Linked DNA regions of Arabidopsis thaliana: region 1 is linked to region 2. The links are chromatin contacts, called in public ChIA-PET maps. All regions are on one chromosome and are shown on one strand. Each heading gives the region's core, a stretch centred on a gene start, on an enhancer-like site or on the middle of the called end of the contact. The rest is flanking DNA. Distances are from core to core; before and after follow the strand shown. Region 1 holds the start of CCB3 (cofactor assembly, complex C (B6F)). Region 2 holds the start of AT5G36002 (a long non-coding RNA gene).

Region 1 (7,239 bases), core at 1,385-3,884, 56 kb after region 2:
GAAAAACTATGAAATGAATCAAAAATATTATCAGTATCATATATGTGAGAAAAAGTAGATAGCTTTGCTATTTTGTATTATTGGTACCGTCAATTTGACCAAATTTTCCTTACCAATAAATATTAATTTGTTGTCGACAAAAGAAAAAGAATTAGGTTGTATATCTTAATTGACATTAAAAAAATAGATTTTATAGTCTTAAGTTTACAGAAAAAATTTACTCACACTAAGGAATTGCAGAGCAAAAGGAGATACTAAAGGAGAAAAAAGAAAAGGAAGGATTAAGGTGGGAGGACATTGAGAAAATGAGATATTCATGGAATGTTGCATGTGAAGTGATGAGAATTGTTCCTCCTCTTTCTGGCACTTTTCGTGAGGCCATTGATCACTTCTCTTTTAAGGGTTTTTACATTCCCAAAGGATGGAAGGTAAGGCTACTCCAAAATCCTTAAGACAGTTTGACATACATATCAAGCTCATGCACAAAATCATATATATGTTTTGATCATAAACATAGTTATATTGGAGTGCCACCGCGACACATATGAATCCAGACTACTTCCCAGAACCAGAGAGATTTGAGCCAAACCGTTTCGAAGGAAGTGGTCCGAAGCCTTATACCTATGTTCCATTTGGAGGAGGACCAAGAATGTGTCCAGGGAAAGAGTATGCTCGTCTAGAGATTCTTATATTCATGCACAATCTTGTTAATAGATTTAAGTGGGAAAAAGTGTTTCCAAATGAAAATAAAATAGTTGTTGATCCCTTACCAATACCAGACAAAGGTCTCCCTATAAGAATTTTTCCTCAATCTTGAGTCTAGTTTGAAACTTGATATGGATCACTAGTTGGTGCTACGTTAGTCCAATATCCTAGTGTATTGGTCTCAAGTCTTCATTGTATTTGTTGATTCATGGATAATAATAATAAAAAATCCGCTCACTTTCTTCGCAAACTAGAATCTCTTCTTATCGATATAACATAGCTTGTCTTGATAACACCAAGACTACAAGGTCTTGGAGGGATAAATAAGTTTACATATTGGGTTGTATATTTTGTGGGACAATTGTACACATTAGTGTTATCTTTTAGTTTTCGATGCAATTTTCTTCATACGGTGTCCGTTCGCTAGATGAATAGCTCTTCAAAGTCGCAACTGGGGTTCTTCTATTTTCTTACAAATAACTTTGTCATCAATATATAGCTTTGAAGAATCTCGACTCGATTATAATTAGTCTGTTCGTTTCATCACCGCAGGCGGCAGCGGCGGTAGCAAACTCTACCGCTGCCATTGCCGCAGGTGCATATGTTCGTTTCGTCGCCGCTGCCGCAAGTGAAATCGAAGAAGACGATTCAAACAGAGAACTTCAAAAGCTCTTAAGGGTCAAGAAGAGAACTTCAAAAACTAAACCCATTACTTCAAAATCACCAAGCTTACTTTGTTATCCCATCTCTTCTTCAGATCGAAATCGCGTTAAAGAGAGAAGAGTAAGGTTTTAGATGGTGATGTGTATTAGGTTCTCTTGTGATTTCCTAAATGTGTTAAGGGTATTTATGTCATTTTAATTTTATTATTAATCACAGGTTTTGGATAAGCGGATGCTGGATTTAATCGGCGATTAAAATTATTCACCGCAAAATGCTGTGTTTGCCGCCGCGTCTTACCGCAAGTACTGGCGGCAACAAAACGAACAATTTCATATGCGTCTGCCGCAGCCGCAACTACCTGCGGCGACGAAACGAACAGCCTAGACATGAATAGTGATCGGTATGACGCAAGAAGAATGTTAGAGCCAAACAATCATATTTGCGAGTAATGTAGGAACATTGTATGCTACAAGGAGACTTCTCTATAATGAGAACAAAATGATTCAATTCTTAGCTAATTAACTTGTTGTTGAGAAACAAGAACAAGAAGTCCTTGAGGACCAACCAAAATCTCACTAAGGAAACTCACAAGCCCAAACCAAACCACAGGAGTAACATCAACACCTGCAAGTGGTGGAATCACTTTCCTTGTCTGAACAAGGATTGGTTCTGTCGGAGCGTAAGCTAAAACGTACGGAAACTTGTCAACGGGAAGTTTCGGGTACCAAGACATAACGATTCTCAAAATGAATAGAAATCCAAAAGCTGATAAAGCTGGACCTAAGATACCAATAGCGAGCTTCGCTGTTCCTGGATCTAAATCTGCTAGAGAAATGTTACGCAACGATTCCGAAATGGAATTCGTCTGTCGAATGAGATTTGTTGTTGTGGCTGCTTCTTCTATGTGGCTTAATGTTGCTGAAACTATGGGAAGAGACGTGGATCGATTGCGGAAATTTGGAGAGGATCGTCGTGATTTCTTCTGAAAAATCATCAATGCCGGCGAGAAAGAGACGAAGCTGGTGGTCACTGTCGTCATCACAATCTCTCTGCTCTGTTTTTTGTGAACCAAAATATCGTGAACTCTGTGATCGATTCCAGTGTAAGGTTGAGAATCTTTGGTTCTGGAGATAATGCGGATGTGCTGACGTGGAATACGAAAATGGGTACAACCCGAAATACTTGGGTTAATTTGAATTTTATGGTTACAACTACAACCCCACACAAACTGGGATATTTTTTTTCACTACTTAATGTGATATATGTGCATATGTTTTTGCGAATAAATTAAGAAATTATTTAATTTTTATTTTTTCGATAAAAACATAATTTATTATTTATTTATTTTTGGACAAAAATGTATTATTAACTTTGTTAGTGGTGAGAAAAATATAGACATGACCAAAACTTAACTATAACCGTATAAAATTGTTAAAAATCGTAATTGTTAACCGTAAAATAAAATAGTTACGGTTTAAAAAATATTTTCCTCGTAACCATTAATTAACTGTAAATGTACCAAAACAGTAGTTAACCGTACGTTAACTGCACGATTAACTGTATGGTTAAAACCTTAAAAAGATACAATTTTGACTATTAGTTTTTGTAAGGGAAAAATGTCGTTTTATACGCGAACTTTTAAAAATGGCCATTTAATACGTGAATTTTTTGTAAGGCCAAATAAAACATGATAAAAACGTTGACTGGCCATTTCACACAAATGTTATCGTTGACCAGGCCAAAATCTCCACGACGTTATCTTGCATTAACGGACCCGATAATTCCGTTAGCACACGTTAACTAGATCCGTTAATATCCAAAACGACGTCGTTTCATTGCAATCGAAATATCAAAAATCCCAAATCAAAAGCCAAATCCCTAATTCCTATTTGGCCAAACTACAGGTCCAAAATTTTGAAGCAGAAAATATAAGATTCATAGCCAGAGAAATCATGATTTTAAGAAGATTAGATCATCCCAACATTCTAAAACTGAAGGGATTATCGCATCAGAAATTCAAACAACATGTACTTTGTGTTTGATTACATGGAGCACGATCTCGAAGGCTTATGTTTATCTCCCGACATCACATTCACGGAGGCACATGCAAGAGAGATACACACACACACAAAACCATAACCTCTCCTGCAAGTGACTACATTTCTTTATTCTGACAAACCTTAATTTTGTTTTCAAATCAAATGTTATGAAGCAACTGTTATGGGGAGTAGAACATTGTCATACCCGGGATTATGCACAGAGACATTAAAGACGCAAACGTTCAGGTGAATAACAAAGGAGTTTTAAAATTAGCTGATTTCGGATTAGCCAACACTGTAACACCAAGAAAAAAGAATCAATTGACGAGTCGGGTCATGACATTATGGATTTAGTTTTTGAATTTTGGGGATTTCTAAATTGATTTGGGATTTTTGATATTTCGATTTCAATGACACGACGTCGTTTTGGATATTAACGGATCTAGTTAACGTGTGCTAACGAAATTATCGGGTCCGTCAATGCAAGATAACGTTGTGGGGATTTTGGCCTGGTCAACGATAACATTTGTGTGAAATGGCCAGTCAACGTTTTTATCATGTTTTATTTGACTTTACACAAAGTTCACGTATTAAATGGCCACTTTTTGAAAGCTCGCGTATAAAACAACATTTTTCCCCTTTTTGTAATGCAAAGATAAATATTGAATATTCGGATACAGATTTTTTAAAAAGTAAATAATATCGCATATAAAAAATTCTACTATATACTTTTCATCTTATTAAAAACAACAAAAAAAGTCGGATGATACGTAAGATTTTGCCAACAGTATTAAATGCATTGTAATCATCAAATAAGTCATAAGCTTATTTTAATCGTAATTGTAGTCATGCCTAGGAAAATAGTTAAAATCCTAAGAGTGATAAGATCGTAACCATGATAAACCAGGAAAGACTTGGTCAAGGAGAAAAGAAGAAACAAACCTTTAGTGTATCCCTCAGTTTTAAGGAGATCAATCTCCACGTTTACATTTTCCCAATTTGTGGATTATGTTCCTTGTTTCTAGGATTGGTGATCGATCCACTTTGCTTCATTTGTGTATAAAGACATGAATTCATTATCATGAATCAGACTTGAAAATTGGACAAAATATAGTTTATTTCTTTGGTTATTTTGTTCTTGTGTTACACAAAACACATCTCTTTGGTTTTGAAGAGGGATTTATTATTAAAAAAAAGAAGAAAAAGGGACTTATCAGTGGTAGCAGAGTGGTCAAGGAGTTTCGGAGGAGAGTGTGAATCGTTTGGTGGACTTGAAAATTGGATAAAACATAGTTTATCTCTCTGATTACTTGTTATTGTGTGTCGTTGTCTTACACAAAACACATCTCTTTGGCTTTGAAGAGAGCTCATCTCATCGCTAGGAGTGTAACAAAGGAGGATCACCGCCAATTATATTAGCAACCGGATTTCTTTTGTTGGTTGAAACAACTGTTTGAGGATAATAATAGTATTCCCGAGGCGTAGTACTCATATGGGTTGAACTAGATTGATTGTCTTTTATCCCCCGACCCCCAAATTTATAGTATATAAAACTTAACACAATTTAACCAATATTAAGACAAACTGTTAAATAAAAATATTCAAAAATATAAAACAATTAAGAAATTTTGTATTAAAACGTGAGAACATCACTTACTATGAAACAAAAAAAAAATTCTAAAACATCAAATATGTTGAAGCAGAAAAAGTATATTAATAAACGTCTATATTCATATCAAATTTTACAAAATTCATTCACATATACATCCGTGAATTAACATATACATTCTTATGTTAAAACACTGCTCATAACCAAAACAAATTACTGGAAGAATTGTCAACAATCTGTGATCTCACTTGTGTCAAATTACAACCAAGCATTTGCTTCAAAGCTCTCATGGAACCATTGTTGATTTACCTTATCTATCTTTTTGTGGTATTGGGGAATGCCCTGTTTTGTTATGTTTTAAACTCTGGGATTTCTGAATCTCTCTCTTATTGTACTTATTTCTTTTGTCCAAAAAAAACAAAAAAAACAAACCAAAACAAATTACTTAGCGTGTAAAAGTCTACATAAACTTCTATTTCACCAGAATCGTAAATTTTTGCTGTGCTTTACAGTTTACCTCACGCAGTTAAAAATTCGATCGTGGCGAAATTTCCTAATGTCCTTGACCTGCACTCCCTGATGTACTGCCTCTTACTTCAATCTTGATCCCTCTAATCACCTTTTTATCCCAAACTTGTCCTATTTCAGTTACCAACAACAAAAACCATTGATATAGCTAAATTTTTTAAGTTTTTGAAAGAAATAAAAAAAGAGACTAAAGACGGTTTCGAGTATCATAAATGGAAACGAATTCTTATCGTTGAGAACAATAGAAGATGATTTACAATTTACTTATGGGATCAATAACCTTTTGCATGGTAGTTCAAACAAGATGTTGTTCATACATTTTATTTAATCGAGTTGAGAGACTAATAAATTATTTCTCATAATTAGATCTTACTTGTTTTTGGAGATTCATATGGGAGTCGAGCCAGGACTGTATTTGATGATGCAGATAACAAGAGAAGAAGCAAAGTTATCAACCAAACCATGTACATTTTGTTTTCTTGGTTTACTATTACGAGTTTTGAAACATGTAACATGGTGTATTTATATGTAAGCGAAAATGCATTCAGGTCAAGTGGAATATAGGTCGTTAATTTTGAAGCTAGAAAAGTATTCATTCTTAACGCGTATACTAGTTAGGCATTTTCAGAGAATCTTATTCCTTATGAAGCATTTTTCAGAGATGAAGTATTTTTACTTACTTTTGGTGAGAAAATGGATAAAATTACCCCTGAGATTTTGACGCAAAATAACTAACCTTCGTTTTTTATTGTCGTTCAACAAGGAAGATATTTACGAAAAACTCAGTCTAGTTATGTTCTTTTTAGTATAGACCGTTGGATTAAAAAAATATATTTTAAAATCTATGGCTAAGATGAAATAAAAAAAAAATCATTCTCTTGTTATCTAGATCAGATAATAACATCTCTCTTCTTCTCTACAAGGAACCATGTTTTTTCTATCACTCTCTCTAAAACAAATCCAAAAATCAAATGGCGAGTTGAAGATTTGTAAGTGCTGAGTGTGTGATGAGAGCAATGATGGAGTTTGTGAAGATAGTGTACCTTCTGTATTTACTTTACGGAGAAGCCTCTCTAGATTTCGATTTTGTGTAGGTTCGTAACCTCTATTTAACGAACACAATTTTGTTTATTTCTTTATTTTGTGAAAACATGATTCACATAAGCGAAATTGTGTGTTGTCAAGACGACGAGATCTGATGCATATGGTCTATTCTCGTAATATCAATATATTGTCTTGAAGGTAGAGATCTCTGCAAATTTAAACAAAAACCAAAAAAAAAATTCGGTGTACATAATAACGAGTCCATTCATATGTGCCATACAAAAACCTTTTTACTGAGCCATATCCATTCTACACAAAGTTATTGTATAAATCTGCTCCATCTACTTCATTCTCCCAAATAATCTCTACGTAGAACAATTCTCTCCATGAAAGCATATAAATATATCGTAACCATAAAAAAGGGTGATAACTTTACTAAACAGTAAAACGCACTCGCAACAAATCAAAAACATAGTTGTCCATTGATGATGTTGTGGATCTTAATTCTGATTCAACTTTAAGTGACCGGTTTAGGTGCTGTGGTTAAGAAGAATTGAGGACCGGTTAGATGGAGTGTTTTAAACCGGATTGAAGAGGCTAAAGGAAACCTTCTTTTCACGAGAGAGGGTCTTCTGTTTCTATTTCGGACTT
Region 2 (6,538 bases), core at 901-3,400:
GTCAGCTGCAGGAAGAAACTGTAACGTGGCTTATCTCATTTTTCAGATTTACAGCTTTTGCGTTGCCCTCTTTGTGACCTCAGTACCTGTGATGGTAAAAGACACTATCTGTTGCTGAGACTTTAGGATTCATGCTAGTCTATTAGTCTCTGCAATAACTAAATTGCAACTAAGAGTGTTTCTGTTTTACTAATGTAGGAACAATGCAAACTCTTGATGTTAGGCACATTGAACTCTTCCTTAGTGAAGGCTACAAAGATGGAAGCTGGGATTATAATCTGATTGGATCTCATAAGTTGGAGAAAGACGCAAGTGCAGCCTGTGGAGCCATATTTGACCTCAAACACCTTAAAAAATCTTCATCCTCAGGTAACTTCATTACTTACTTTTATGTTCCTTTACTCCTCTTTGAATCATACTCCTTTGTCTCTCATACATTTCCACATGAAATCTGTCTAGGTATTCTCAACCTCAAGTCTTGGACCGGAGAGGCAGATGATTCCCAACCTAAAGCAGTTATTGCACCCCATGCAGTTGCTGTTCACACAAGATTGCAACAAAACGAAGGTATATAACTTTACATCATCAACCATATCTTTATCTAGAAAAAAGGAAGAGAAAACACTTTTTTTTTGTTCTTACATATTTGAATTGCAGGAATCCTTGTGAAGTACCACACAATGAAAGCAGGAACAGACGGTGACATTGTTTCCATCAGAATCTCCCAGCAGCTTCTCTGATTCTTTCACAGTGCATTGTCTCATAGTCAGTATTTCTGGTATACAAATCCTTCTCCTCTTCAGTAAAATAAAGATAAACATAAGCTTTACTGTTCTATGACTTTTTCCATTGTCTATAAGTATGTAAATTCCAATTCCCTTAGTGCCTTACCACAATATGACTTTCTCAAAACAATTCCCTCTTCTTCTCTATTTCTTCTTCTTCTTCTACTTTCCTCTCCTAAATGCCTCAAAACCAAAACGTTGCTACAGTTCTTCATGTGGAGGAAACAACCTTGACGTTAGCTTCCCTTTCTGGCTATCTCCTGAGCAATCTTCGTCATGTGACTACCCAGGATTCAACCTCCATTGTGAGACAGCCTTAAAGCTTCCAAATTCCAGACGATTTCTCGTCCAAGACATAAAGTCGCAGCGTATTCACCTTAGAGACCCCGATAACTGCTTAGCCAGACGGCTTCTCAGCTTCGACGCTTCAATGTCTCCTTTTTCTCCTCTTCACCTTGTCAACTACACTTTCTTGAGCTGTCATAACGAAAACGTCAAATCCTCTTCTTTGGAACCCATCCATTGCCTTACTAATTCCACACCTTCAGATCTCACCGGTTCAATGCCGTCCTCTTGTCAAACCTTGAAGACACTACTTCTTCCGGTCTCTTCACCACTCGCAGGTGATCTCAACAAACAAGACCTCTGGCTGAAATGGGACTCACCGGATTGCACAGGTTGTGTTGATTTTAGTCCGTTATGTAGCTTCATAAACAATACCATCCTCAAAGTCAAATGCTTCACATACGTTGATTCTGGTAACCCTCTCGTCCTATAAGTTCTCACATATACACCCCAACTTGAAATCAAAATCTTGGCTTCATCAAGAACATATCAAAGAACAATTTTTCTTAAAAATGTTAGACTTTTTTCTATCTTTCAGGAAACCCTTGGTTAATAACGTTAAAGATATTATGCTTATGCCTATCCGTACCATTCTTCATAGTGATAACTCCTGCCGTCTGTATCATTTTTATCCCAATCCAACAACAAGCCAAGAGTGTCCCTTGGCGAAATGACACTCTCTGTCCCATTTGTTTATCAGAATACACAAGTGAAGAGACCGTTAAGTGCTTACCCGAATGTGAACATTGCTTCCACACCGAATGCATCGACCCGTGGCTCAAGTTGCATAACTCTTGTCCGGTTTGTCGGAATTCGCCTTCATCTTTGCCAAATAAAGCTGCCACGACGAACGTTGTCTAGATTTGATTCGAGCCACTATTGATTGTTTATCGTAATTTCAATGTTGCGCATTACGCAATTTCAGACGAACATTTCCCAAGCTTTACTAATAAATGGATAGATGTGAATTTGTCTCCGATATTAGCTAGTAGTCGTCTCAGTCCAACCTTTGAAGTTCGTGAAACACACGCACGCGTTTCTAAGCGAGTGAGCGTAGTACATTGTATAGCTTTAGTCTTAAACGTTATTGGACTTCAAACATTATTGGGCTTCTAACAAAATTCGCTAGACCACGACAACATTTTCATAAACTTTGGTTAGAAAATCGTACATAAAATATGGGAGTCGAATTTAACATCATCAAAATGATTCTGTTATAACGACTACTAACTTACGGGTTCAATTGCACCAATAATTTAATGACGGAGTATTTTAGAACCATAAATAACTAATGAGATATTGTTTTTCCCTGTACCAATAACTAGATTCTGACCCGTACATACGTGCGGGATTTCTTATTTTAGGAAATATATTGGAATACATTTTGAGTGAAAGATATTGTAATATATAAACTAGATTTTAACCCGCGGTATACCGCGAGACGATTTATTTTTTTAAAGTAATATATATTAAAATTTGCAAATTTTATTTTTAAAAAATATTTATATTTTAAAGTTTATAATTGTTATTAAAAAAAAAAAGAAACTACTGTGTGTAAAAAACCTTTTCTCTCTCTTCCTTCTGGGCGATTCTACAGCGATCCTCCACCGACTTCCACCGCCTCAATTTTCTGGTGATCTCTTTGTCGTCCTAGTGCGGATCTTACTCTCCGGTGTCTCTGCCGGTCCGTTCGTGTTGTTCTCTTTGACTGTTGTTGTCTTCTCTGAATCCATGGATAAAGAATTATGGCAAGCGCTTCAAAATTTAGATCTAGGATCTGAGAGAGCTCCTCTGAAGATGTCAGCTGAAGCGAGGCGCTCGCGTGATATAGATAATCGTCTCAGCCTAATTGTCAAAGGTCTAAACCCTCAACATCAGAAACCAGCAGGACTTAAAGGTGCTTTGCCTAAAGCTTGGAGATTGGATGGAAGGGTTACAAGTAGAATTAATGATGACGGTACTGTTCAATTCTTCTTTAAGGCTGAACACCATCTCATGTCTGTCCTAGAAAATGGCCCTTGGCACCATAATTTTTGGATGGTGGCTGTTGATCGATGGACCAATCGTACCTTGTCAAATTTTCTCTCTCAAATCTCCTTTTGGGTTAAAATTCTGCATATTCCTCAAGATTTTAGGATAGACCCAGTTATTAGAGAGACAGCAGGGGTTCTGGGGCATATTGATGAAACCAAAATTATAGAAGCCACTGCGGATGCTGAAGGTGAAGTCTAGGCTCATGTTACAATGAACATCTCCGATCGTTTAATCTTTGTACGATCTGTTGAATTCGAACCTGCCACAGCCCCATTCATGGTTAGGTTTGTTTTCGCTAAACTGAAGAAATTCTGCTTTAGATGTGGGTCATTGCTGCATGATGAATTAGCTTGTAACCATCAAAGCACTGTGCTCCAGTTGAACGTTGAAGCAACTAGACAAGCTATAGAACCGATGCAAGGCATTAATCAAGGGGATGACGAACCTATGCAGGAAGGTTCTAGTTCCTCAACACATGTTGTTGGCCCTATTCCTTTAGTTGTCAGAGAAACTGGTGAAGCATCTGAGACTCTTACAATTCGCACCAGAGCAACTAATTTATTGACTGCTGGTAATGATGAATCTATGCAAAAAGGAGAAGAGAATCCCATTCAAACCCAGCCAACACTTCACTCAGAAGAAATGGGACCGACACAACTGCAACCTCAAGAAGAGCTTGATGCTCTTAGAAACACAGCAGATAGTAGTCGCAAAATGAAAGGGGATAACCTTTTTGATGAAGATCAAGCTGCAACAAGTCGCCAAAGGACGCAAGATCCAATACTTACTCAAGGGGAGGTGGCAACCCCTAAACCACCATCGCCAAGATGAAGATATTACACTGGAATTGTCAGGGACTTAAGAGGAACCCTCTGACAATTCCATATTTAAAAGACATCAGGCAGTCTTCTAAACCTGATGTATTGTTCCTCATAGAAACTAAGAACGGTCAAGAATATGTACAAAGTCTATGTAATGATCTTGGATATGCCCACCATTTTGTTGTGAATCCGGAAGGGCTTAGCGGTGGTATGGCAGTTTTTTGGAATGATGAGGTTAAGCTGGATTTTCTATCATCACCTACTCTCCATTATACTGATATGTATATATCGGAATCCGGTTCACCTACTTTTCGTCTTACTTATATCTATGGTAATCCAGAATATAAAGAGCGAAATGCCTTGTGGAAGAAAATGATTTTTTGGGTAGAAGCAGGACTCTATCAAAGTAAACCACGTCTGGTTCTTGGTGACTTTAATGACATCAAAACTAATGAAGAAAAATCAGGCGGCCCTTCTCGATCTGAGGCTTCTTTCAAGACTTTTCGACAAATGCTTAATTCCTCAGGTCTTCATGACATCAAGACGATAGGAGGAAAATTTACGTGGACGGGCCATCGATCTCATTATCACATCAAATCAAAAATTGACCGAGCAGTGGCTACTTCAGATTGGCAAGATCTCTTTCCAAGAGCATATGTTCAGTTGATGTCATGGGGTGGCTCTGATCATCGGCCCCTTTTGTTGGATACAGGAAACAGAAAATGGAGAGGATATAAATTGTTCCGTTATGATAATAGATGGAGATTTGATTCTGCTGTAAAGCAAGAAATTCACAAAGTCTGAACTACACAATGTCAAGACATTCAGAGCACAAACTTTCATCTTGCGCTCAAGAAATGTCGTGTTAGTCTGTCCCGATGGAAGTCGAAGCACATTACCAACTCCCAGAAGAAAATTCAAGAGCTTAAGAGTAAGTTGCATAAGGCTTATGAGACTCTTCCAATAAACTATGCTCATATCAATGATCTCAAAAATCAGTTGGTTAAGGAATATCGGCTGGAAGAGGAATATTGGGGAACTAAGAGTAGAGTTCAATGGCTTCAAGCTGGAGATAAAAATACACGGTACTTCCATGCGAAAACAAAACAGAGGAGGAATTTTAATCGTCTCACTTCCCTTGTAGATGAGCAGGGTAACGTTTGTACTAAAGAGGATGAAATTCACAACCTGGTGGAGACTTACTTCAGCACCCTTTTCACTTCGCATGGCAGCAACAACATGGAAGAGGTATTGACGTCTATTCAGCCTAGAGTTACAGAGGAAATGAACAACCATTTGACCAAGCCGGTTACAGAAGAGGAGCTCTCTCAGGCCCTATGCAGTATGAATAGAAATAAATCACCTGGTCCAGATGGTCTTGGAGCTGGATTCTATAAAGATCATTGGGCGGTCTTAAGCAAAGGTGTGTTTCAGTTTGTCCAAAACTTTTTTAATACGGGTACCTTAGACCCAAAACTCAATCACACTCATATTTGTTTAATCCCAAAGGTCGAGAATCCATTAGAAGTCAAAGATTACAGACCTATTAGCTTGTGTAATGTTGCCTATAAGCTTATCTCTAAAATCTTGGCTGATAGACTCAAACCTTGGCTCCAATTTATCATCTCAGAAAACCAAACTGCCTTCATTCCGGGTCGCACGATCACTGATAATGTTCTTATAGCGCATGAGCTGATACATTCCTTACAGACTCGGAATCTTAAACAGCCATATATGGCTTTCAAATTAGATATTAGTAAGGCCTTTGATAAAGTTGAATGGTCTTTTCTTGAAGCAGTTATGAAGAAGCTTGGTTTTGCTGAAAGATGGTGTGCGTGGATTATGGAATGTATCACCACTGTCACTTACTCAGTCCTTGTCAATGGTTCTCCAATTGGCAGCATCCTCCCACAGAGAGGTATTAGACAAGATGATCCCATCTCTTCGTACTTGTATTTATTATGTTCTGAAGGACTCTCAGCCTTAATCCGTCATAATATTCATCAAAGTAAACTGCATGGATTTAAGGCAAGCAGAAACGGCCCTCCTATATCTCACTTGCTATTCGCTGATGATTCCCTCCTGTTCTGTAAGGCCACAGTGGAAGAATGTTCTGCCCTCCTGCAAGTTCTTAACCAATACCATGCAGCATCAGGTCAGCAAGTTAATTTCCAAAAGTCTGCCGTTACTTTTGGCAAGGGCCTCAACTGTCAACAAAAACATGATCTTACTAATATTATGGGAGTCACTAAAATTAGTGGTTTTGGACGATACCTTGGTTTACCTGAATTTGTTGGCAGGAGTAAATATAATGCTTTTTTTTACCTTCACCAGAGAGTTTCACAGAAGCTCCAAAGTTGGTATTCTCATTTTCTCTCTCCTGCAGGGAAAGAAGTCCTCATCAAAGCTGTTGCCACTGCTCTCCCATCTTACTTTATGTCATGTTTCATGTTGCCTATCAAACTTATCAAGGAAATCACCTCAGTCATTCGCAAGTTTTGGTGGGCCAGCACACAACATCATAATAAAATTTCCTGGGTAGCTTGGAGCAAA

What was found. ChIA-PET counts read pairs in DNA pulled down with a chosen protein or histone mark.
Region 1: a contact with region 2 is called in an H3K4me3 ChIA-PET map of shoot, with 13 read pairs. The contact joins the promoter of CCB3 here to the promoter of AT5G36002 in region 2. A contact is called at or near these places in 3 of 26 Hi-C or Micro-C datasets (leaf and seedling), 1 of 2 datasets of contacts at active chromatin or transcription factors (shoot) and 1 of 3 other capture datasets (root).

What each region holds. Positions count from the first base shown.
Region 1 is chr5:14,196,797-14,204,035 of TAIR10.1, forward strand. It overlaps CCB3 (cofactor assembly, complex C (B6F)), which reads right to left and starts at 2,635. Exons shown (of 1, transcript NM_123003.4): 1 at 1,790-2,635. The coding sequence starts at 2,407. The coding sequence ends at 1,883. It overlaps CYP716A1 (cytochrome P450, family 716, subfamily A, polypeptide 1), which reads left to right. Exons shown (of 4, transcript NM_123002.2): 3 at 241-428; 4 at 518-965. The coding sequence ends at 817.
Region 2 is chr5:14,141,153-14,147,690 of TAIR10.1, forward strand. It overlaps AT5G36002 (a long non-coding RNA gene), which reads right to left and starts at 2,151. Exons shown (of 2, transcript NR_143306.1): 1 at 643-2,151; 2 at 341-537. It overlaps AT5G36001 (RING/U-box superfamily protein), which reads left to right and starts at 489. Exons shown (of 3, transcript NM_001036895.2): 1 at 489-567; 2 at 658-1,543; 3 at 1,669-2,284. The coding sequence starts at 898. The coding sequence ends at 1,991. It overlaps AT5G36000 (F-box protein RMF), which reads left to right. Exons shown (of 8, transcript NM_122991.2): 5 at 47-94; 6 at 199-369; 7 at 460-567; 8 at 658-740. The coding sequence ends at 740. It also overlaps the pseudogene AT5G36005.